Linked DNA regions of Mus musculus: all the other regions are linked to region 4. The links are chromatin contacts, called in public Hi-C and HiChIP or PLAC-seq maps. All regions are on one chromosome and are shown on one strand. The core of a region is the stretch at or near the end of the contact, and the rest is flanking DNA. Distances in the headings are between cores, read along the strand shown.

The links. Hi-C and Micro-C count contacts between places; a contact is called where the count stands out from the background. HiChIP or PLAC-seq counts read pairs in DNA pulled down with a chosen protein or histone mark.
Region 1: a Hi-C map of CD8 T cells shows a contact between it and region 4, with 2.7 times the contacts expected there. The contact joins the enhancer-like site here to the promoter of Hdac7 in region 4. A contact is called at or near these places in 1 of 39 promoter capture datasets (the C10 cell line), 4 of 484 Hi-C or Micro-C datasets (CD4 T cells, CD8 T cells, Th1 cells and 1 more) and 2 of 115 datasets of contacts at active chromatin or transcription factors (memory CD8 T cells and thymic regulatory T cells).
Region 2: an H3K27ac HiChIP or PLAC-seq map of thymic regulatory T cells shows a contact between it and region 4, with 3 times the contacts expected there. The contact joins the enhancer-like site here to the promoter of Hdac7 in region 4. A contact is called at or near these places in 2 of 484 Hi-C or Micro-C datasets (CD4 T cells and CD8 T cells) and 3 of 115 datasets of contacts at active chromatin or transcription factors (effector CD8 T cells, memory CD8 T cells and thymic regulatory T cells).
Region 3: a contact with region 4 is called in an H3K4me3 HiChIP or PLAC-seq map of pro-B cells, with 2.1 times the contacts expected there. The contact joins the promoter of Asb8 here to the promoter of Hdac7 in region 4. A contact is called at or near these places in 2 of 484 Hi-C or Micro-C datasets (cardiomyocytes and myeloid progenitors), 2 of 115 datasets of contacts at active chromatin or transcription factors (memory CD8 T cells and pro-B cells) and 1 of 9 other capture datasets (embryonic stem cells).

What each region holds. Positions count from the first base shown.
Region 1 is chr15:97,455,401-97,461,302 of GRCm38.p6, forward strand. No RefSeq gene overlaps it. Among named protein-coding and RNA genes, the nearest start is that of Gm41393, 51 kb to the left of the region's middle. Within about 2 kb of position 2,886, at least 59 of the 459 cell types and tissues checked have an H3K27ac peak or open chromatin away from gene starts, as enhancers often do. A contact at or near this core is called in CD8 T cells, Th1 cells, memory CD8 T cells and 2 more, where this site is marked.
Region 2 is chr15:97,378,421-97,384,143 of GRCm38.p6, forward strand. Pced1b (PC-esterase domain containing 1B) reads left to right here. Exons shown (of 6, transcript NM_172293.4): 6 at 5,608-5,723. The coding sequence starts at 5,662. Among named protein-coding and RNA genes, the nearest start is that of Gm33325, 24 kb to the left of the region's middle. Within about 2 kb of position 1,676, at least 55 of the 459 cell types and tissues checked have an H3K27ac peak or open chromatin away from gene starts, as enhancers often do.
Region 3 is chr15:98,143,807-98,150,256 of GRCm38.p6, forward strand. Asb8 (ankyrin repeat and SOCS box-containing 8) reads right to left here and starts at 1,896. Exons shown (of 4, transcript NM_001170710.1): 1 at 1,795-1,896.
Region 4 is chr15:97,828,533-97,834,478 of GRCm38.p6, forward strand. It overlaps Hdac7 (histone deacetylase 7), which reads right to left and starts at 2,963. Exons shown (of 25, transcript NM_001378971.1): 1 at 2,827-2,963. The coding sequence starts at 2,845. Gm33636 (a long non-coding RNA gene) reads left to right here and starts at 2,154. Exons shown (of 4, transcript XR_001781759.2): 1 at 2,154-2,773.

The sequences.
Region 1 (5,902 bases), core at 1,636-4,135, 370 kb before region 4:
GGAGGATGGAAAAAAGTGGAAAAGGACAGGAATGGAATGTTGTGTATCCTGCCAGGGTGTGGGGCACTGCCTGAGGTGCACCCTGACCCATTCATGCCATTCTCTGAGATGTGACTTTGTATGCTAAAAACATGAGTGAGTGAGAGAGAGAGAACCTTAAATGAAGAAGACATGAGGCCCCCCCGTGGGGACCCAGAACTCAGGCCATCTGCAGTGAGAAATATGAATAAAAGATCAGATGGAATCAGGACCAAGACACAACCACAGATTGGCCAATGGGAGGGTCGTGTTGTACTGTGGTTAAGCCAGGCTTTCATCTACCCTCAGAGAGAGAGGGCACTTCTGGGTTTTGCTATCTGATCGCTATGCTTTTAGATCTGCTTTCTCTGCAACCTTGTATACTATAACAGTTAAAAGACTCTTTAATGACTTGCCCAACCCCAACACACACAATCAAGAAGCTGGAAAACCACTAAACAGTGCGACTGGTGGAGATCTGTGACAGCTGCTTCCTGTTTGGCAGAGACCTGGAAACAACTTTGCCAGTACAGGTTCCCAAGGGGTCAGACACGTGTAATCCGGATTCAGCTGGAAGTAAGAGGTAGGTGGGCCTAAGAATGGCTTACAAAGCACATAACTAGCCATTTCCCCTCCCATCTCTCTCAGAAGAACCCTGGCCCTTCCACCCAGGCATAAGAACAGGATAAACCAGGGCATCGTGGGATGGTTAAGAACAAGACACAGAGAAGAGGAGCTGGTATTGGATAAAAATCTAACAGTGACTTGTGGGATCACCCCACTTCTATCGCTGGCCTGCTCCAGCTCAGCTTCTGAACTATAGATTGGATAGCATGTCAGAAGCTATGACTAGACCAAGAGAAAAGGTCTCTGACATTTTCTTGATGATGATGTCATGTCTACAAGCACTATTCTTGAACATATGCTAAGATTCTGGGCATCTCCTTTTAGTTCCCCATTCTTGGCTATACGTGGTTAGCCAAGGACTATTTGAAGAAAGAGTCTAACATGAAAGGGCAAGATAAAAATTATTAAAAATGCTTTGGAGGTTTAGATTGTATAGGGGATGCTAGTAAGAGAAGATCTCTGATCTGGAAAGCCAAAATCAGATGCTATAAGAAAAATAGATCATTAATAAAACAAAAAGAGAACGCTTAAAAAATGGAAATATGTCACTGAAACAATAAGTTGACTATCAGGGTTGGCAGGTAGGTCGGCTGAAACAGTAGAACAAAAAAGGAGATAGGAGGAGGGGAGGATAAGAAAGAAAAAGTGAGTGATCCGCCAAGAGGCCTGGTGTCTTAATTATAGGAGGTGGAGAACATGGGAGCTAAAGAAACAGAAGCGAAGAAACAGAAGAGCAATTCAAGCAAACCTCCCCAATCTACACTAAAAGTTCAGCTGGGTCCCTAGCATGCCTCATACTGCCCCATGCAATCCAGAAATCACATGGCACAAAGGCATGGGAAAATCAGTAACGTAGTACAAAGAACAGCAATAAGGATGGCTTTGGACGCTTTAACAACAGCAGGAAGTAGAAGTCAATGAGAAATGATGCTCTTATAACCGACTCAAGATGGAGGAAGCAGGGTCGTTAGCAATGGGACAAGGCGACAGGACCCCCCCCAGCCCCCCGTGGAGCCATGGGACAAGGCGATAGGACCCCCCCGGGGGAGCCATTGGACAAGGTGATAGGACCACCCCAACCCCCCCCCCGGGGAGCCATGGGACAAGGCGATAGGACCCCCCCAGCCCCCCGTGGGAGCCATGGAACAAGGCAATAGGACCCCCCCCCCCCGGGGGGAGCCATGGGACAAGGTGATAGGACCACCCCAGCCTCCCCCGGGGGAGCCATGGGACAAGGCGATAGGACACCCCCAGCCCCCCGGGGAGCCATGGGACAAGGCGATAGGAACCCCCCACCCCCCGGCCGGGGAGGTAAGCAAGGACAGCTACTATGCGGGGTCAGATATGACCTGAAGGTGTCAAGCAGGTCTTCTGACTCAGGAAGACACGGCTCCACACAGAACGGACATTTACATAACATGTGAAACATACCATTCTCATCCTTTCCCCCTCAAACATGGAGAGAGCGTCTTCCCTCTATACTCTCCACCCCACGTCTCTGGTCCCTTCACAGCTAACCTCGAGACTTCTCTACATCCTCAGGTCCCCATCATTGCAGCCACTGTGTGGCATGGTACAGAAGAGAGATAGAGAGACAGGACACGTATATGGTCACAGAAAGTTCTAGTAGGCATTGTAGGGAAGCAGTAGGCACTGGGAGGGCAGCGAGCAGGGCCGGGTGCGTGGGTGCAGCTTAGGGAAAGGGTAGAAAATTCATTAGCTGAGAGTGAGGATGGGGGAGGGGATGCTATGAGTCTGAGAAGAGAGTCAGTTGTGGGAAATGAACCTTCCCAGAGAGGAGGACATGAAGGCGTGCTTTCCTTTTTCTTGACCCGATTATGCAAAAATTGGAATCAATGTTTTTTTGTTTTTTGTTTTTTTTTGTTTTAATCTTTTAAAATAGTTTGTTAATTCTCTGAGAATTAATAATTCAATGTACTTTGATCATATCCACTCTTCCTAATTCCTCCAGGTCCTCACCTCACTGCCCCCCTCCCCTCTCCTCCCCTCTCCTCCCCTCCTCTTCTCTATATCTCTCTCCTTCTCTCTCTCCCTCTCTCCATCTCTCTCTCTCTCTCCATCTCTCTCCCCATCTCTCTCCATCTTTTTCCATCCCCTCTCCCAGCCCCCAGTCCACTGAGTCCCATTTGGGCTGCCCATATACTCATGGGTATAGATCCTCCACTGGGGTGTGCTCGACAGCGAGCCATGGGTCACACCCTTAAAGAAGACTGACTCTTCCCCCACTAGAAGCCGTGAACTGTCAATAGCTTCTCAGTTAACGGTAGACGCGGGGGAGCTCCTCCCACTTCCACGGTCGAGCTGCTAGGAACCCAAAAGTACAGCGACTGTGTCCTGTCACATCATTTTCCCAGGCTTCCCTGACATCTGCCTCTTACGATCTCTCTGCTGTCTTCTGTGGTGGTCCCTTAGCCTTGGAGTAGGGATCACCATATTTGACTTTAATAGTATTGTCACTTGCAAGGCTGTTTTCAAAGCAGCTATCCCTAAGCTTGGCCAGCCTTGGCTGGGGATAAAAGCATAAGCCAATTTCTAGCTACCTCATCCCCAGTAATCCCCCCGGTAAAACCAGAGGATGCTGAGAAATCCCACAGCCAGGTGCTCATGGCCACAGCCTGTGCGGGGCTGCGGCAGGGCGGGGCGGGGCGGGGCGGGGTGGGGTGGGGTGGAGGGAGGCTTCCTGGAGATGTTCTGTAGTGGTAAAGCATGGAAACTTTCTCACTCAAGGGGCTTTTGATTTTTAAGAAACGGAAACCGGTGCAATCAAACTTAAACACAAAAAGAGAGCTGCTTCTGTGTACCCACTGCTGCTGGGGGGGCCGGGAGCAGCAGGGGAGTAAGTCATTTTCCTTCACTTGCAGCAAGTTTGTCTTTTTCAATTACACCACAAAGATGGGGGGAGGGGGTGCTGGGAGCCCACCTCAGCTGGTGGCAGAACCCAGCTACCAGCAGCCACGTCTCTGCTAGTACAGCAAACGGACCATTGTACATGAGTAGTATGAGACCACCCAATCCTGGTGCCAGAAAGGTAGCATGCACAACCATGGACCAATGGAGGAGAGGAGGGGCGGGGCGTCTCGAGAGTAGGTACGTGAACCTTGTAGGGACATCTAAACGAGAACCCATGAAGAGCCTACGACTACTCAGAGTCCAGTGGACTTTCAGCCCTATACCTTTCTTTGCCTTGAACCCCGCCCCCACGAAGTGGAAACTTAAGGGTTTTTGTTTGTTTGTTTGTTTGTTTGTTTTTTGTTTTTGGCGAGTCAGTTGTGTTAGATGGTGTTTTGCTACAGAACTCCAAGGTCAAGAGGATTGCAAGCCAAGCCCTTTTAGCCTCCTCTCTGGCTAGTTCTGGTATTATATTCCTCAATGCCCTCTGTATGACATGTGAGAGTCTCACCCTCCCCAAGCCTAGAAATTTACTTGTATACATTATTTTGTTAATATAGACATTTCCCTTAACATTGAAGTAACAACTTAGCCCCAGAACCTCTCGGTACTTGACACAGTAAAGATTTTCTTCAGCTTCCCAGTCGGGCTGACTCGAGGCAGGTGCCAGCCTGTAGTGAAGGGGCCTATGAGTATCTCTCCTTGGTTCTGTCAACTCTGCCCATGATCTCAACCATCCACGATCACGGAGAAAACTGATACCAATTTTCAAGCCTGTGACCCAAGCAGATACATCACAGCTGCTCAAAGCCCTTTGGCCGGGGTTAGGCTTAGGGCTCCACCTCAGAGGGGGCTGGACATTTGAGAAAGATATAAGAATGTCGAAGCCATCTCTTGTCCAGCAGAGCTGTCTGATCAAAGCGACCTGCACGGCACAGCCCCTTCTATGTTGAAATCAGCATGGAGGAGAAATAAAACTGTACTGAGATAATCTAGTGAGATTTGGGGGCCTAATTGTATTCCCAGTGTAGACACGGTCATCCCGATTAACACAGGAACGTGTAAGAAAACAGGAATGAATGAGAGAGACAGTGCTGCTTGTTGTCCTACCAAATTACCCTTGGCTTTCTCTGGAGGCTGACAAAGTTATCCAAAACTCACGGGGAATAAGGAAGGAGTGAGAACAGCCGGTGTAACTGCGCACGAAATCAGGAGGAGGAACCAACTTACTCACCAAGACAATCTCGAGGTTCAGAAAGTACAGAAAATGCAGATTAACATTACAGAGACGTCGTAGGAAATAAGGCTGCTTTTTAACAGAGAGCACGGATCCCAGAAACAGGCCCAGATACACCTGAGATGTAGCAAGCAAATTATCAGGGTGAAGAAAAAGTTCGAAAATGCTTCACTTCCTGTGTCCGGCCAAATTCGGCATGGATTGGTAGCTGAAATGCAAATAAAACCAGAACAAGGCTCGGGGGAAAATGTCCCCTCCCCCCTTTTTTCTCTTAATTTAGAACTGGGAAAGATTGAGAAACATCTTGGACAAGATTGGCACCCTTAGTCATATAAAAATTATGGGGAGGAAGCGGTGCAGCTGGAGCTCGGAGAACAGCCAATAGGAGCCAAGCCTAGCCGGGTCTCTTCTTCCCTGCTCTGGCTTCAAAAGATGAAATTAAGGGCATCAGCCTTATCCCGGTGAATCATGTCATCAGCCTTTAAAAAGACTATAGCTTCTGAAGCAAGTGTAATGGCCAATGACTGTTAACGCTAAAGCAACGTTGAAGGAAAACTTCTGGGTAGGCGGAGACCTACTATTCTAGTTCAATGGGTCAATAGTCTGGTCAAAGTACCACCCCTCAGGAAGGACAGCCTACCCCTAGGGAGGCAAGCCCACCTTAAGCCAGGCCGAAGACTAAGACAGGATAATTATTTCCTGCCCTCAGTACAGCTCCTATAAGTTAGGCTGCTTCGAGGTTTGTTTTGGATCTATTCCGGCTGAGTCCTGGCTCAGAACGGTGTGACTATTCTCTGCACCGCAACTCCCTCCTGCCCCAATGCTGGCCATAACGCAAGTACACTTTTCTCTGTTCTTTGGGCTTCCTTGCTCGTTCTCTAAAACCTCGCAGTCCGCTGTAAGACTGACCTCTACGTCAGCCCTGGTTGAAGTTTGCTTGTATTAAAATGCTAAATATTGGCGTTTACAATACAAGAGAATCTGCATGTACATAAAGGATGCTATGTATGCTATGTAACCTTGCCCCCCTAAGTTATCTCCTATTGGTTAAATGAAGATGCTGGCAGCCAATAGGTGAGCTGAAGAGACATAGGCGGGGTTTGGAGTCTG
Region 2 (5,723 bases), core at 426-2,925, 450 kb before region 4:
TGGTTTCTTTATAACCACATGTAACCACATTCTTCACAGGACTTTTATGTATTTGATGTGACCCTAAGGCCACCTTTAAAATATTGTTTCTTTAATTTTTGGCGGATATTAACTTACTTACCTCAAATCAAAAGTTTGGTGAATTCCCAGTTCAGGGTCCAGTGACTGCCCCTCCCCCAGAATACCCATAGCCAGTAGTTGGAAGGCAGGCAGGCTTTGTGGACCACCCTAGGATCCTTAATTGTCTTAGTAGGCCTGGTCCAATCTAATGTAGGCCCATTATAGGCCATGGATTTTTTTTTTTTTTTTTGACAAATTTAGTTCAACTTTAAACTAATACCAGAACATAGGAAAGTTGAGTATGTGAGTACCCTTAGAAATAAGTATTTTCTTGTCTATACATGCAATGCCTTAACATTGAAAGAGATCTTGGAAAAGTCAAAAGTACTGATTTGAGATGGGTATGTTTAAATCTCGGCATTCAGGATGCAGAGGCAGGCAGGTCTCCCATGGTCAAGGCCAACCTGATCTAAACATCGTTGAGTTCCAGGCTACGTAGTGCGACCCAGTCTTAAAAAAACTAGATAGATGGATGGATAGATAGGATTGATAGATAGATAATAAATTAGATTCTCCCAAAATGCCTTTAAACAGAAAGGAGCTATTTCTAATCCTAGTATAATGTCACAGTAGGTATTTAGTCAGATGCATGAAATTATTAAACTCCTTACCTGTTTTTCCTGCAGGAAGCCCAGGCAGGCAGCACCCCTTTGTCAGGTCTGTCTGTATGATTTAAGACCTCTGTCCTATCCCTAGGGCAACTGGCCTAGTTCATTGTCAGTCTTCCAAAACTAACCTAATTATTACAAAACATTGATTAATGAAAAATAAATGCTCTGGGTTTGGCTTGGGATAGCTATGAAGTAACAGTCAAAGATTTATAATTTATGCCTTATGAAGCTACTGAAAAATTAATCATCCCCAAATTGAGAAATACAAGCAAGTTCTTTGAAAGTCTTTTTTTATTTTATAGCAGTAGCCATCATTAATGCATATTGCTCCCACAGCATTACAGCCCCAGATCTTGCAGCAAAACAGAAAGTAATTAGGATTTGGGGAAGCAGGCCACATTTTAAGAGTGGAATTGAAGGTGGCCATGACAGTCTTGTACCCCTCTGCCTCCAACCCCGCCCTCTCCTCAGACAGCCTTGGGCACTTGTGCACAATCTCTGTAGGACCAGCTCCCACCTTATCTGTCCTTGGCAGCCTTTTTCTTATCTCTCCCCTGCAGGGAAGAGGCCAACTCATTTTAGTCTTTTGGGGTAAAATTCATCCTTGGCGCCTTGTGCTGGAATTATAGGTGTTTGACCACCACACCGGCTGAGACAACAGCTGACCCACTGTGTGTTCCCTTCTCATTATGTGAGTCCGTAAAGTAGCATCCAAAAACTACTAAGGGAGTTTAGCAAATGTCTCTAACCTGCCTGTATGCAAATCCCTTTTGTTTTTGTTTTTGTTTCAGTTCTTATAAATAAGACCCGGAACTGGAAGTTCCCGGTTGGTCTTTGTTAACCGCCTGAGATGATTCACCCTTTTTCTGACTGTTCTCTCTGTCCACTAAAAGCGGCATTTAGGTTTTGCTGTATGTATGGAGTGAGTGCCCTTCCTGCGGAGCCTGTTCTGGCTCACGGGGGCAGAGGGTGTCTGGCTTGGTCCGGTTGTTGCCTCCTCCTCTCTGAGTTTTGGTTTCAGTTGCTCACTGGGATGCTTCCTTTTCTCCCTCCTCCATGCCATCTGCCCCTTCTCCCCCCCCCCCCGCCCCCCCAGGACAATGGAGAATTCTTGTAGACTCTGTTTGACTTGGCCCTGATCCTTGGGAGCAGCGTGTGGTCCAAGGTGCCCTGGTGAAGATACCGGGAGCCACCCTTTCCCACAGGGAAGTCGCAACCTGCGGTATTTCGTCTTCCTGGGTTATGCTAACACCTTGTTCAATATTGGTGTCTCAAGCTTGAAAATGAGTGACGAGATTTGGTATATTTATTCTCTCCAGCCCCGCCCCCAGGTACACACAACCATCCGCTCTGGGTAGTTAGCTCCCTAGGAATAAAATGAGTAAATCTTAGTTCCAATCTCTCTATAACCTTTCCTATAGATTAGGACTGGAGAGAATGATGCTTTCTGTAGGTCACCCAAGAGCCATTCTGTGAATACCAGCATATGTTCAAAACCCTTGCCTGCCATCGCCTCCGCTGGTCTTGTAGAACCCCCGATGGCAGATGAACAGTTTCTTCTCTCTTTGCACGTGGTTAAACTGCTCTTCTGTTGTAGCTTGCTCTCTGAGAATCAATCTTGGCAGGGTTGTTTTTAAGTACGTCCTGGCTGAAGAGTTTGCTCAGGTTGAGAGCCCCGCTGTTCAGAGCCCAGCACCTCCCCACATCAGGCTGCTCACAACTGCCTGGAACTCCAGCCTCGGGATCTGACACTCGGGTCTCCGTGAAGACCTGCAGACTTAGGAGAATAAACAATATCTGTGTACGCAACACTTAATCCCCACTTAATCAAGTCAATGTGAGTCCTGTAGTGCTGTTTCACAGAGAGGCTAAGGAACTTAGCCTCAGCAAGCAGAGCCTGTCCTGCCCGCCCCCCTACCCCCCATGGTATCTTGGTTCCAAAGAAGTGTCATCTGGTATGTTTATGTCTGAGGCTGGCCTTGAACCACTGATCCTCCCGTATTGTATTACAGGTTTGTTTGCACCACCGCACCTGGCTTATATTACAATTATCAGTGACCTTCCTCCCCCTACCTCCTTTTCCTTTTTGGTATTTTAAGAAAAGGTCTTACTATGTAGACCAGGCTGGTCTAAGAGCTTAGGGTTATCCTCCTGCTTCCAAGAGCTAGCATTACATAGTCCTATGATATACTACCAAGCCCAGTTTCTCAGTGATTGTGAGCTAAGAGGACAAATAACGTTTAACTCAGGTTTTGTTTTGTTTTTTTTCCCCTTTTCTTTCTTTCTCTCTGTTGTTTTTGTTTGTTTGGGTTTTTTGTTTGTTGACTTGCTTGTATGTGTCTTTTGAGACAGTGTCTCATGTTCACCAGGCTGGCTTCAGACTCACTCTGTAGCCACAGATGACCCTGAACTTCTGATCTTCCTACCTCTCTACCTCCCAAGCCCTGAGATTGCAGCTTCTGCCTCCACCCCTGGTGATGTGGTAACGGGATCCAACTCTTGGCTCTGCGTGTTCTCCGTGAGCACTGTCAGCCGAGCAGCATCTGCAGCCCTGTGTGTGCGATTCCTCATTAACGCCTCATTTGCTGCCTCGTGATGATGAGCTGATGTTGTTGATCTTTCTTTTTGAATTTGTTGAGACAGGGTCTCTTTGCGTAACCTTGGCTGTCCCCAGAGCTCACTAAGTAGACCAGGCTGGCCTCTAACTCATAGATACCTGCCTGTCTGTCAAGTGCTGGGAATAAAGGCTCCCTGCAAAACTTTTTTTGATTACAATGTTTACGTGATTAATGGGTAAAGACAGGTGAGTGTTTTCACCTGTTCTATGAGAACTCACTGTTCTCCCTATTTTCTTAATTGATACTTGGGACCACTTAAAACCACAAGCTGCATAGCCTTAACATTTTAATTTGTTAGTTGGGCCCTGTTGTCTCTTTCCTTTAATACCAACACACTTGAGAGGCAGAGGCAGCCGATCTCTTTGAGTTCTTTAAGGCCAGCCTAGTCTATATAGTGAATTCCAGGAGGGGCCACCTAGTAAGACCCAGAAGTTTCAGATGTAGTGGTGCATACTTCTAACACCAGCTCCCAGAGGCCAAGATGGTAAGATTGGGGGTTCGAGGCCAGCCTGGAATATACAGCAAAACCTTTCTCAGAAAATAATGATTTACAGTGTCATGCCAGCTATCCTTAACATGCTTACGGCTTATATGATCTTGCCATTCTCAAGTAGCCGACACAAAGTACCTGAAGTGAATTCTGTGCCCCTCCTGGTCAGTTTGTTGATAGTATGAAGTGTGTTTCTACCTCTTAATTGTCTCAAGAGAAGAATCCTAGATGGCAAGTCGAATGAAGGTAACTTGCAGTTTTTGTGTGTTTGGAGACAGTCCTGTAACAAGCCATGACTGACCTGGAACTGGCTATGTAAACCAGGCTGGCCTTGAACTCACAGAGCTCCTCCTGCCTCTGCTTCTGCTGCCCTGGGATTAAGGGCGTGTACCATCGCACTTTAACTTTGAGGTTTTGAGTCCCACATCTGTCAGCATTTCATCCAAAGTGTTTAGTAAGGCAAGACCTTTTCTCTACTTAGCTCAGTCCCTGGGGACATGCAGGTTTCAAGTTTGATATTTATGTTTCCCACCCCCCACTTCTCCCTCCGCCCCAAAAAAACCCACAACACCCTTAGGACAAAGGTGAGACACTGTACATCATTAGAGTTTTCCCTTTGGTTGTGAACAAAGAGGACTCAAACTAGAGCTCTCTGTTTTACATCTACAAGAGTCCTTTAATTAATTATAGGTGTGTGGGTGGCATTGCAGGGTGGTGTGTGCACAGGCGCATGCACTCAAACGAATCTTCCTATTTATTTGTTTTCTTTTTTGTTTTGCTTTGTTTTTTGTTTTTTCGAGACAGAGTTTCTCAGTGTAGCCCTGGCTGTCCTGGAACTCGCTCCCTAGACCAGGCTGGCCTTGAACTCAGAAATCCACCTGCCTCTGCCTCCCAAGTGCTGGGATTAAAGGTGTGCGCCACCACTGCCCAGCTATTTATTTACTTTAGAGGAGATGTAATATTTGTCTTTCTGAGCCAGAGGCGTGTCTTCCTCTTCTGAGTCTCTTTCTTCACATTCATTTGTTCATTGAGACAAGCTTCCCCATGTAGCATTGGCCCATCTGGAACTGACTAGACATGGCTAGCCTCTGAGGGTTCTGCCTGCCTCAGCCTCCCAAATGCTAGGATTAAAGACGGGCCATCACCAGGCACGGCTGCCTGCATGAAGGCGAAGGCCTTACTTTTTGAGATAGGTTCTCTTACTGAATCTGAAGCCTGCCATTTTGGCAAGGCAAGCAAGCTGACAGGTAAACTGGGATCTGCTTGTCCGTTCTGGGGATTTGAGCAGCCTGCCCAGTTCTTCCATCTCCCCAGTCAAGTGCTTGGATCATTAACATATTAAAAATGGTTTGAGCTTCAAGAAATGGTAATTGGTGGAGATGACAGGGAACTATGAGGCCCATCAGAAACTAAACGTAAGCAACCGCATCTGCATGTTAATTTGTCTTAAGTGGTTACAGGTGGTGCTGGCCTCTTGGCTGGCTGGAGCCTGGGCAGCCCAGAGTGCCCAATAGTTAAATGAGATCGCAGATGTAGGAGGGCTTCCTGCTCCTGCCCTCTCCCCTCCCTACCTCCTCCTTCCAGCCCTCAGGCTCAGCCTTCGGGAAGCCTGCAGTGTTCCTCCCTCCTCGCCATGGGGGTCGGGGTGGGGGAGAAGGGCGGCACCCTCAGGCGGCAGCTCCCTACAGTACTTCCCCTATCTTTCTTAATGCTTGCTGCTCTGCCTAAGGGTGAGTCCCTCCCAGCGCTCTCTCTTCTGTTCTAGCAGTTCCCAGACCCAGCTTGTGCAAAAGAGGGAGCTAAGAGGCACACCGCAGGCACCATGGTCCGCCTGTTGGCCTCCGAAGTACAGCAGCTACTCCACAACAAGTTTGTGGTCGTCCT
Region 3 (6,450 bases), core at 646-3,145, 310 kb after region 4:
TTCAAATATTCAAAGGAGAAAAAAAGCCGGGCAGTGGGGAAAGTAAGCATAGAACCACTCTGGAATCAACACAAATCTTTAAAACTTCAAGCCAATAAAAAAATACTTCCAATTCTGGGTAATAAGCAGATTTAAAATAAAAACATTTTAATAACTGGCTAGTCAACATGCCTGAGAAATATGGCTGTGCAAATGTGTTGAAACTACGTTATGGTAGAGAATTCTAGGATGAGCGGTGAAAGAAAATAATTCAACGTATTTAGATTCAACTACAATAAAAGCTTTAACTATGGAAGATGTGTTAAATAACAGCTATTGAGGTGGTGCATCCTTATAAAAAAAAAAAAAGCACCTATCAAAAACTGGAAAGAATGCCGGGCGTGGTGGCACACGCCTTTAATCCCCAGCACTTGGAAGGCAGAGGCAGGCAGATTTCTGAGTTCGAGGCCAGCCTGGTCTACAAAGTGAGTTCCAGGACAGCTAGGGCTACACAGAGAAACCCTGTCTCGAAAAACAAACAAACAAAAAAATCAACCCCACCCCTAAGAGTAAAGGTTATGAGAAGGTTTTTAAGTAGTGCCTGGCACATGCTGGTCCTCAATATAAATTTGTTAAATCCATATTTGAATTGGCATCACAGCATCAAGCACCCAGGATCGGACTCACCAAACCCCTGGGTTAGGTAAGTTGCTGTCAGGGTGTGACTCAGAAGCAAAAGCTTTACTGTAGAATATATATATATAATTACACATGCAACTACTAAGAAGCGCAAATTTGCGATGGGTTATCCCTTTATACATTCGATAATGTAGTATAAACTCTAGTTTCTTTTTGCTAATCAGTAGCCATTAACAGCTGTCTGAAAGGTATGCGAGGCTGTGGGTATGGCTTAGAATTCGGCAAATCCTGTTTTTTTTTTCTTAAACTTTGTAACAAAGGGGACAAAAAAGCATGGGGTTGGGAGGTGGGGTGGGCGCAAAGGTATAGTCCGGGTTTCAGCAACGGTGTTGGTCAGAGGGGACAAAGCAGAAGGCTTGACCTGATGTGGTTGTGTAAGTTCCTGGTACATTAAGCAGATGGCACTAAACCCTGCACTCATTTTATGGATGTTCCTGGCTTCCAGGCTAAGAACTCTACCTTGAAGCTCCAGGTGAAACTGTGTGCCTTTCGCAAGGACAGCATCTGCTGTCAGGATAGATCAAGATAATCAACTTCCCTGTGGCCCCCGAGGCCAGCAACCCTGCAATCTGACCCCGGTGGGTCCTTCCCTCAGCTGTGACTCGTTTGCTCCATGCCCTGTTTTTTCTTCTCCCTCCTATGGAATGTACAGAAAACTTTTTTTTTTTTTTTTTAAAGCAATGCACAAATACACTCAACAGACCCTGCTCAGGGCCGGCGTCGGCCTCGCCCCCGCGGTGACCCTTGGCCTGGCCGGAGGCTCCCAATCCCAGGACGCGGACAGCTGGAGGTTCGCAGCTGCCGGGTCTGGACGGACAGACGGACGGAGAGGGGCGGGGGCCAGGGCAGCAAAGGCCAGGGCTGCTGCGTCCCTTGCGGCAGGGACCCCCGGGCGCTCACAGCAATCCGGGCGAGTCCCGGGAGTCTCAGCCTGCACCCCGGGGCGCCGACCAGCCCCCGCCCCCACCACCCGCAAAGGCCGGGAACGGTGGCCGGGTCCGGAGGCACAGAGGCCGGGCAGGCGGCTAAGGGGCGTTCACAGGCTGCGAAGCACCGACTTGGGGGTGGGGAGGGGGGCTGGCTTCAACACCGTCCCGCACTCACGGCCGCACTCACCGAACCGCGGGTCAGATCGGTCCGGGAAGCCGCTGTCAAGGCGTGACCCGGAAGCAGAAGCGGCTCGCATCAGCCCCGGGGTTTACAGCGCAAGCCGGCCGAGTGCGTGGGCGCCTGCGCGCAGGCCAGTGTGAGCGAGCCGAGTGCGCCTGCGCAGACTGTGGACGTTGGTGGGTTCTTAAAACTTTCCTAAGGAGCTGGACGCATTCCCCTGTCGCTGCTTATAGGACGTGGGCGCGATCGCTAGATCACTCCTAGCCTCTGGCCTCGTGTCCTGGTCCAATGGTGGAGGAAAATCCCGAATTTTAAGCCTATTCTTATAAGTCTGCGTCTGTGTGGACCAGGGCATCCCATTAGTCTGCCTCCCAGAGTCTATATCTGCAAACAGTCCTGGCACCACATCCCCACCGTCTTCTCTGCTTAGCATCATCCATTTCAGAGTACAAGCGTCACATAATTGACAGAGCAAGCTGCTGGTGACTGCCTCTCAATCTTGATTTGAGGAAGCCCAGCTTATTTGAACTAACTCTCTCTCTCTCTCTCTCTCTCTCTCTCTCTCTCTCTCTCTCTCTCCCTCTCTCTCTCTCAGAATTTACCCACTACATAACAAAAGCAGGTTTGCACTTGTACACAGCAGAGGGTCTAAGGATCTAGCAAGATGAAGTACTGTAACCTGGAGGGTGGCAGTCACCTCTCTTCGGAGGTTCTGGGCCAGCTGTAGTTCAATGACCCAACACAGAAGGAAGAGTACAGGGTTCGGGCATTGGCTTTGAGACTGATGTATTTCGCTCAATTTCTCCGAGTATTATCTTTCTTGAGTGTTGGTGAAAGTATAACAACGTAAAAACAGAATTCTAGGCCTTTAGGCCCAGGCTTGGGAATGTGGCCTTTGTAAAGGTATGCTAATCAAAAAAGAGAGCAACATTCCTCTACCCACCCGCTTCCTGGGTTCAAAGAGTGCTCATTCAAAGAAAGTCACCCTGGCCATTACCAGAACCTGCAATGCAAATGTGCTATTGTTAGAGGCTCTTAGAAGCTGTCTTGAGAGTTAACAATTACCAGGTATTCCTTGTGACTCTTGTAACTTTACACTTCCTTGTGACTCTTAACTGGTATCTTTGGTATCTTCCAACAACACCCTCCCCACTTCCTTAAGTTTCGGTTTCTTCCTTTAAATACCCCCTTACCCAGCTACTCAGGGCGCCACGGTCCTCTACCCCTGCGTGGTGTATGACCATGGGCCCGAGAGCGCTCTTGAATAAAAATCCTCTTGCAATTTGCAGCAAGACCCGTTTCTTGTGGGTGATTTTGGGGTGTCGCCTCTCCTGAGTCAGAACGTGGGGGAGCCCTCACATTGTGGGTCTTTCATTGGCTGTAATAATACTTAAATATCCTTCTATTTCTAGAAAATTTGATTTTAAGTAAAAAACAAAGTCTTGCTTCCCAAATGCTTTCTCACTTGCCCAATTTCAAACCGCTGTATAGCTATCGTCATGGTACTGTACTACAAAATGGAGCTTGAGAGCACTTCATTATAAAATTGCAAAGCCTACAGTGTCTGTTCTATTTTTTTTTCTTCTTCTTCCTGAAGAAAGATAAGGACAATAATGATTCTCAATTTTAAATTTTAATATTTTTATAAAAATATTCAAACATACAGAAAAATTAGAATAGTAACATGAAATCTTTATAACATTGCCTATTTGTAAAACATTGACTTCTTGTCACATTTAAAATCTAATATTTGAGCCGGGCAGTGGTGGCGCATGCCTTTAATCCCAGCACTTGGGAGGGAGAGGCAGGCAGATTTCTGAGATCGAGGCCAGCCTGGTCTACAGAGTGAGTTCCAGGACAGCCAGGGCTACACAGAGAAACCCTGTCTCAAAAACCAAAAAAATAAAATAAAATCTAATATTGTTTTTGTCCTTTTTTCTATTTTATGTTGTTCTTGGTTTTCTTCTTTTTTAGACAAACTATTCAAAAAATGTCTCTAATTCCTGTTGCACTGGGAATTTTTTTTTTTTTTTGAGAAGACAATTCTATGTCCTGATGGTTGCTCTCCTTTCCTCTACGCAATCCCCAAATTTATTGAGCAGTAAATATTAAAGCTTTTAGATTATGGGGAAAAAATCAGTATTTTCTAAATGTGTGAGTGATTGCATTTTGCTAGTGGTAATAAAATAGGCTGCCCACCCAGGTTGTCTTGAGGTGTTTGGAGACTTTGCTTGAGATTTGTCGGGACTTCTACTGAGCGTTTACTTCCTAGGGCCTCAGCTTTTCGGGGGACAGAGATGAAGTGTGGTTCCTTTTCATTAAGGATTGGAAGACAGAGGATGATCATATCAACAAGGCTTTATGTCCAAGGTGCACGGTGAAGAATAGTTCTACCCAAAACGAAACCAAGAGCACATAGACGGAGAGCTATTAGAGCTTCAAAGGGGAGACTAGTGCTGTTGACTCCCGCCTGACCTGCCGCCCAAATATTTCTTTCTTCTCAAGCAAATGAGCTTCTTTGGCACCAGAGAGTTTGAAAGGTGTTCCCTGATATTGTCAAGTCAATAACCCCGATATCATTCATGCTTTTAAGCGGGAGAGAGCTGCAGCTGCAGAGAATGAACATATCAGAATTTCCTTGGACCAAATTTGGGCCACGTAACAGGCAGGCAACACGGAGTTGCCTACCGCCTAAAAAGCAGTCTAGAGGCATGGGGGAACCAGAAGGCTGAAGTTAGGGACAGACAAAGGAAGCCTAAAATTCACAGTTTATTGTAGACCAGCACTTCCATGTCTCTCAAATTTACTTATGAGGGCTGACGGGAATCTCCAAAGAATAGTTAAAGGCCTCAAGGGGGGAAAAAATCAGCTTTTACCATCTGTTGACCTTCCAAAGAGCAGCCCTCTGCATTCCGGCATCCTGCTTCCTCCTGCTTTTACACAAGCAGATGGAAGAGCAGCAGGCTAACAGGGAGGAGAGCTTTGGTGGTGTGAGTGGAAGGAGATGTCATAATCTAGGAGAAAGCCGAAGGCTGGTGGCCACCAGCCATGGGCTCCATTGAGGGAAGGAGAGAGCAGTCTTGAATTAATACCTTAGCATGAAGATTTGAGAATATGACTAACATTTTTAGATTAGAAATATTCTAATTACTAAATTTAGACTTACTCCCCCCCCCCCAAGGAATTTTCTGTAAAAGATTGATTGTTAGAGAAAACAGTAAAGGTCTACCTACTTTTCCGTTCAGGAACCAAAGAAGATAACCTAGCCCTAGCTCCTAGGTAAAACATTTGAAAAGATGCTAAAAGCCAAAATTCACATTTTGACCACACTCCATGACCTGTGCTTTTCACATTTGAATCTCACCCCTATGTGCTCCTTGTACTGAGTTGATTCTGTCCTTTCTAGTTTGAATAGAAGCAATTTAGGAGTTTTTTTTTGGGGGGGGGGTGTTGTTTTTTCTTTGTTTGTGTTTTTCATGCTGTGTATCCCATAAGACTTTTAGGTCTTCTCCCCACATGTTAATTCCAATTGTGCCCTTTAGAAGGGCCCAGTCGATGGTGTTAACTGCCAGACAGTCTAAGTAGTGTTTCTATTTTCAGAGCAGGGCATAAACTTGAGCTGGAAACTTGATAATGCTGTCATGGTTGTGCCCACTGCTGCTAGTGGCGATCACATGGCTCGTCAGTATCCAGACCGTGTAGAGGCCATGGGAGTGAACCAGTGTACAGATCCGATGTCTTGTCCTTTAAGCCACGTGTGTTAATCCTTTTGGGAGTGAGACAAACCGTCCACCCTCTCTTACTGTCTCCAACTATTTTCCTGATTTTATACAGATCCTCTGGATTGTCAGGAAACTGGAGGAGAGGAATCCTGCGTGGCAGGCTTCTAAGTGGCAGCAGAACGCCTTTCCCAACAGTTTGGTCTCTGGCCAAACTCGTCAAAAACACCCCTGTCTCAGACCGCCTTCTTCAGGGTCACATGTCTGATGCTGGTGGCAGTTTTTCTCATGTCCTTCCTAGAGACAGGTGACTTAAATATAAGGAGGAACTTTTCCCAAATGCTCTTATCACCAAAAGAACAGAAACCATAGGAATTTGAGATACTCTTAAACATGAGGGAGAGAAGAGATGGGTCAAAATTTACAGGATAGAGTGAGAAATTGGGATCTCTGTGTCACCCACTATCTAGCTAGTTGGGAAAGGAACTTTCCCCCAGTAATACAATGGCATACTTTACCTTTCTCTGAACTTATTTAATGTTTAGAGTTGTTGCTTAATGTAACTTTGTTTGAGACAGGGTTTCTCTGTGTAGCCCTGGCTGTCCTAGAACTCATTTTGTAGACCAGGCTGACCTTGAACTCACAGAGGTCCTCCTGCCTTTGCCTCCTGAGTGCTAATGCGATTCTTTATATTTAGGCATAACACCATGTAAGCACAGTAGGAACCAGCATTTCAATTCTGAGCAAGTTGCATTCTCTATCTCGGCCTCAGTTTGCTGACCCATACAATGGGATCAGAGAACACCTTATCCGAGGTTTAGGGTCACAAAACTTAGGCCATATTTGTGAAGATAAGTTTTATAAGCTGAATAAAGCTGTTCTCTGGTCTGTACTAGAGTCATCTAAAACTCAACTGAGAAAAACACCTCCGGAAAGTCGGGTT
Region 4 (5,946 bases), core at 1,713-4,212:
CTGGAGGAGGGTAGAAGAGAGAAAGATGGGATAAGGTGAGGCAGAGGCTGAGAGTGGTATTCTAATCTGCTTGGAGACACCCCCCAAATCCAGCCCAGTTCTCTTCCCTTGCCCACCAGGAGACATCATGGGGCCCGGAGTCAGTGCTTGGTCAGGCCAGTTGACTGGATTCTCAGGCCCTGGTCCTACAGAGCAAAAGGCTTAGGGAGTAGCTAGATGTGGGGGCTCCCAGTACGTGGGGCCACTAAGGAAAGGGCTGTCTGGAGTGCCTTCCTGCAGCCCTAAGGCCTGAGGCCCCCATGGAATGTTACCACAGAAACAGGGAAAATATTATAAGGAATACAATACCCGGCAGAGTCACCTGCTCACCAGGCTTCCTGCTGCGCTACCCACCCCCCAGCTCATGGCACTTAGAGCCTTCCCTAGCCTCAACCTGGGCCTCCCCGCCAGAGCTCTCCTTCCTGTCTCCCCTGGATTAGGGAAGCTGCTTCAAGCGAAAGCTCTGCCCTTCTGTGGTTCCAAACAACATCAGGGATGGTGCACTGGGCCCCTCACTCCTGGTCCCTACCCACCCCCCAACACAGGAAATCAAGGCTTCCTGCCCCAGAGGAAGTGCCCCATCTAGTGAACAAATCCAACATATACAAACTCAAAGTCCTGGAGCTGGCGCCTCCAAGGGGACCTGCCTTCAAGCCCTGCAATACCCCATACTCTCCTGCAGCCTCCAGACCACATCTAACCAAGGAAGAGCTCAGAATAGATGCTGGCAGAGGCCGGTCTGGTTGGTGCCATTCCTTGGCTAGGTGACTCTGGGCCTTACATTATTAGCTCACCTTTCTCTGGGGGCTCCTGTCAACGTTGAAACGACCAGTTCTTAAAGAAAGGCAAAGAGCAAAGAAGGCCAAGAAAGAAGTGTGCCTACAGCTATAAAAAGGTCCTCATTTCCAATCCCATCACAACTGAGCCACTAGGAACTAGATAGGTGAGAACCATTATCCCTGAGACAAGGACACAGGAGGCTCTGCCTGTTCCCTTACTCCCCGTGGATTACTGACTGGCTATGTGCGGTTGGTCCCTCTAGCTCTGAGCTTTGGAAAGTGAACTGAGAATCCTCCCCACCCACCCACCTTATCATGTTAATTTTGAGAAAAGCCTGCTTAAGTAAGGTGACCTGCTTAGAAGAGAAACCTTCTTTGCCTCAAAGCTCAGCATATGCCCTTGAGACACAGAAAAATGCCCCAGCTAAGGGGCCAAACTGAGCAGCAGGGGGCTCAGATGCACCCTGTACCTAGCTTTTCCAACGCACAGCTCTGAGGGTCTAGCTTGGAAAGGACATCATAAAACTAAAGACAGAGACACAAGCCTCAGCCCCATTGGGTTCAGGACTTGGTCCAATCTCAGTTATCTGGGTACCATACACTGGAACTGCTTTGTGCCTCATTTCCCCCCCAGGAATCACTGTAAAGAAGAAAAGTACTTAGTTACTGAGGGGAGACGTGAGGCTGCAGAGAGCAAGGAGGTTAAGAGTGAAGGATGATTTGCGGCGGATGGAGAAGAGGCTCGGAAGGTTGGCACAGAGGGGAGGCACGACCGCAGCCCATGGGGGTCCTCTTGGGAAGAAATGGGTCACCTAAGTACAAGTTAGAGGATAGAAACCAACCAAAGTGACAGTCTGCAATGGAATTTGAGCAAATCTAGGTAAAAGTCTGGAGGACTAGCTCCTGATTCCAGATGTTGCACTCCCTCCAGGGCCACCGAGGGCCAATGTCCTATTATCACCCTGAAACTTTGGCAGGCAGAACTGGGCCTCAAGCAGATGCTGCGTTGGGATGTGGGAAGGGATACTTAGCAGCAAGCCAACCCCGCCAGATGATGCAGGATGCTTTGGGGGAGTGCTGGACAGCCAGCAAGGATAGTTCAGGGAACCAATGGTCAGCCCTAAGTCGGCCCCAAACCGGCAGCCAGTGAGAAATAAGTGGGACTCATTAAGCGACCTGCATGCAGGACTTAGGTTTTTCTTCCAACTCAATTGGCGGAGAAATCGCAGTGGCGAAAAGACAGTTCAGTTGCCAGATTTGCCCGGGTTCTCATACTTCTCAGTACTATCAGACTGGGGGTGGGTGGGGGTGGGGGGGCTAGATCCAGCTCCCCACCTCCCTACCTCTCTCAGTACTCAGCCTGCGGCCCCCACTTCCCCACGCCTTTAACTGTCCTCACTGCTAGGCTGAACACAGTGTCTGTCTCTCTATGATGGGTGATCAAGGATAAGGGGTGATGCTCAGAGAAATCTCCCAGCCCAGTACCCCTCCAGGGGACGTTTCCCTCAGCTACAGGATCTGAGTAGGGCCCTGCCCAGTTCTACAAGACAGGGGCGCTGATGTCCAGCCCTGCAAGTTCTGCGCCAGTTCAGTGGGTCCTAGCCTTTGCCCTCCCGCTTCCAAACCTTTGGTCCCGGAGCACCGCCCCCTCCCGGGCCTCGGCGGCCGGCCGTGCCTCCCGGATCCCGGGGAGGAGGGTGACGGGACGCCCGGCCCTTGCACAGGCGGCCCCGGGCCTCCCACTGCCTCCCCGGGGCCTGTCGCTGCCCGGGAGCGGGCGGATGTGGGCGCCCCGCAGGAGGCCGGAGCCCTTCGGCCCCGGAACCAGCCGGGGCAGCGAGCGGGCCAGAGCCCGGGCGAGCGGGCGCGGTCCAGGGCGCGCGGAGGACCCGGCCAGCCGGACCGGCCGGAGACCCAGCCGCAGCCGGAGCGGGAGCCGGGGCGAGCAGCGCAGGGTGCCGCGCGCAGGGCGGGGCGGACGGGGAGGGGGTGGCCGCCCGGTACTCACCCGCGCCGGGGCTGTGCATCCAGGGGCCGGGGCCCTCAGAGCCGGGGGCTCATGGCGGGCGGGGGGCCGGGGCGCCGGCCTCACATCCCCCCGGTCGCCGGAGGCTGCAGAGCGACTGTGAGACGGCGAGAGGAAGGGAGGGGGCCGGGAGGGGGAGGGCCCTGGCAGCCTGGCCGGCCGGGTAGGATGACAATGGAAGGAAATGCTTTATCTGAGTCTGAGAGCGGGCCAAGGGGGAGGGGAGGGAGGGGGCCGGCGCTGGCGGCCCTGGGACACACCACCCGGGCTTCGCTCAGCAGCACACAGCCTGGCGGCAGACACCGATCGCGGCGGGGCGCGGCTCACCGCCCGGGAGGCAGCGCCGAACCCGGAACGCGGGACGCGGCCGGACCCGCGCGCGGCCGCGGAAGCCCCAGCCGCCGCGCGGCGCTGCGCCCCGCGCACAATTCCCGGAAACCCAGATACCTGAGTGCACGCACCCGTGCATACACAGCGTACACGGGCGTGCATCCATGTTTACACAAGCCAGGGTGCTTTACGCTTCGGGGAAGGACTCCTGTGCACACATCTACACACTTAAGTCAACGAGGGCAGCGCTACACACAGGGAGAGCAGGGCACGCTTGGAGTCTCGAGCAAGGAATCCCAGACGGACACCCCTGCCCCATCCTAACACACACACACCACACACACACACACACACACACACACACACACACACACGACTCTCCTCAGGAACACTTCAGGATCTGATTTGAACCACTGCCAGTCCAACCCCAGTGGCACCCCCCGCCCCCACTGTCTGCTGAGGGGAGCAGAAGGGTCCAGTCTGTTCCTATTAAAAGAAAAAAAAAAGGGGATGGGGGGTGGTGCAGTTTTCGAAACTTAAAAAAAATTTTTCTCAAGGGATTTCCTTCCATCCTCTCCTCTTCCTCTTCCATTCCTCTCCCTCCACAATGACCCTCCTTTGCCCCCCCACTCCTGGACCCTATGAGTCAAACTTCAGCAATGTGCCCAGTGTCCCCCAGTGCATTACAGCGGATCACAGAAATGTTCCAGTCTGTGAGTCGGAATGCAGCCGCCTCCAGCCCTCCCTCAGCTAATAAACTCAGCTGAGGACTGGCTTTGCACTGAAGCCCTCCCTGCCTCTCCCCCATCTTAGACGGGAGGAGGTCAGATTCAAGGGTCAGGGGCCGAGGACCTTCCCACTGAGTTTCCTGGCTTGGCCTGTCAGTCCTGTTGCCTCCAGCAATTTGGCAGGTCAGAAAACTGGGAAGGGAGAGCGGTCATTCACCAGGAACACTATGCTCCCCTGCCCTTGAGGTGCCCGCCACTGAAAGGCAGCTTCCTTCTGGTCCCAATCTACTCTCTGAGTCCTCGGAACTCCAAGAACCTTTAGAAGGGGAAAATGAGGCAGACCTAGAGATGTGATATCTTGGAAGCCAGAGTCTTGAGTGGCCTAGAGGGACGTTGGCCATGTTGCTAGGTCACACACAGGTCTAGACTCATGTGCCCTTGTTCAGCTGCTAAGTGTAACTCCTCTGTACCTGTTAATGGGTACTACAACCTTGCCCTAGCATCCATGGCCTCTTGCAATGTGGCACCACACACATCCCTGCCCAGTGTCTCCTGGTACTTTGCTCAGAGGTAGTTACCGTTATTACTACCACAGCCAGCCCTGTCAGCTAGCTGTTCATGTCCCCATACTTACCCACTTCCTTGCCTTGGCCTAAGACACTCCCTACAGAGTAAATGCCGCTCTACCTTTCTCCCTTCTGTTGTTGAAATCCCTTCATCTCCTCTGAAATGTTTCACGATTTCTGTAGCCTCAGCCGGAAGGATTTTCTTTCCCTTGAAGGACTCCACCCCAGCACTGATTTTCTCCCAGCCGCACTGACCCTCAGCTGTCTAGTCTATGAGTCTGAATCTCTTCTTTATCACAAGTGTTCAAGGTACCTAGCTTGGAAGCACTGCCTCAGCGTGGCTTCCGAGTTCTTCATTGACTCATGAATATTCATGACCTTCCAAGATCTCCCTCCAGCTAGACATCTCTAATAGACCCTCTGTCGGAAGTTGTCCATTCTGGCTCTGCTAGACACTTCCTCATCCACTGAGCTGTCTTTCCAAACCAGAGCACTCTACTTCCAACGACTTCCGTGAGGGTTACAGACTTCAGGGGAAAAAAGAAACCTGTGTACAGAGGACCCCCAATCTCTCTTGTTATCTCTCTCCTCCTGTAACCGTACATTGCCCCCACATCTTCCTTTCCTAAAGCTGTTTCTGTGCTGAATTTCTTGTTCGTTAATTTCTACTGGCGCAGCATCCGTGCATCTGCTCCTGAAGCTACCTCTTCTCTTCAGTCTAACCACTGACTTCTGAGTGATTGGGATAAAGATGTGTGGCCACCCATCTATGCTCACCACCCGTCTATGCTCACAATGGTCACCTGTGGCTTTCGGTTCACATCAGGACTCACTGCCTGCAAAATGTAGGCAGAGAGGAGACCAGCACTTGCGGTATGTTTCTGGGGTGCTGAGCCAGATGTTTCTGGGATGCTGCCAGAGTTACCTATGACTCCAATATCCCCTGCCTCACAATGGATTCCCAAGCCAATGCTAAGTTCCATGTTCCCTGGTGGCACATGTTAGCCTCCTGGGACCTCTAGAGATAGATATACGACAGAAAAATCCAAGCTACCTCCTTGCTATGATGGCTACCACGGGCAATTTCTCAAGAGCCCTTGCATCCAGACTTCTCACAGCCTGCTCAGCTGAATACCAGGTATAAGAGACAGGCAGACAGGCAGACAGGCAGACAGGCAGACAGGCAGACAGGCAGACAGGCAGAGGTAGAGGCAGAGGCAGGTGGGACTCCATGAGTTCATTATTAGCCTGGTCTACAGAGCTAGTTCCAGGACAGCCAGGGCTACATAGAGAAACTCTGTCAGGGGGGGGGGGGGGTGTATTCGTGGAGGGACTGGTCCTGTAGGATCTGCCATGAGTTGTTCAAAGCTCTCCCTGGGGGTCACTGGACAACAAAAAGCCTGCATACCCCTTTCTGTTTTCTGTCCACTTAAGGCCTCCACATCCTTTTCTTTCCCCTTTCTTCTCTTCTTGCCTTG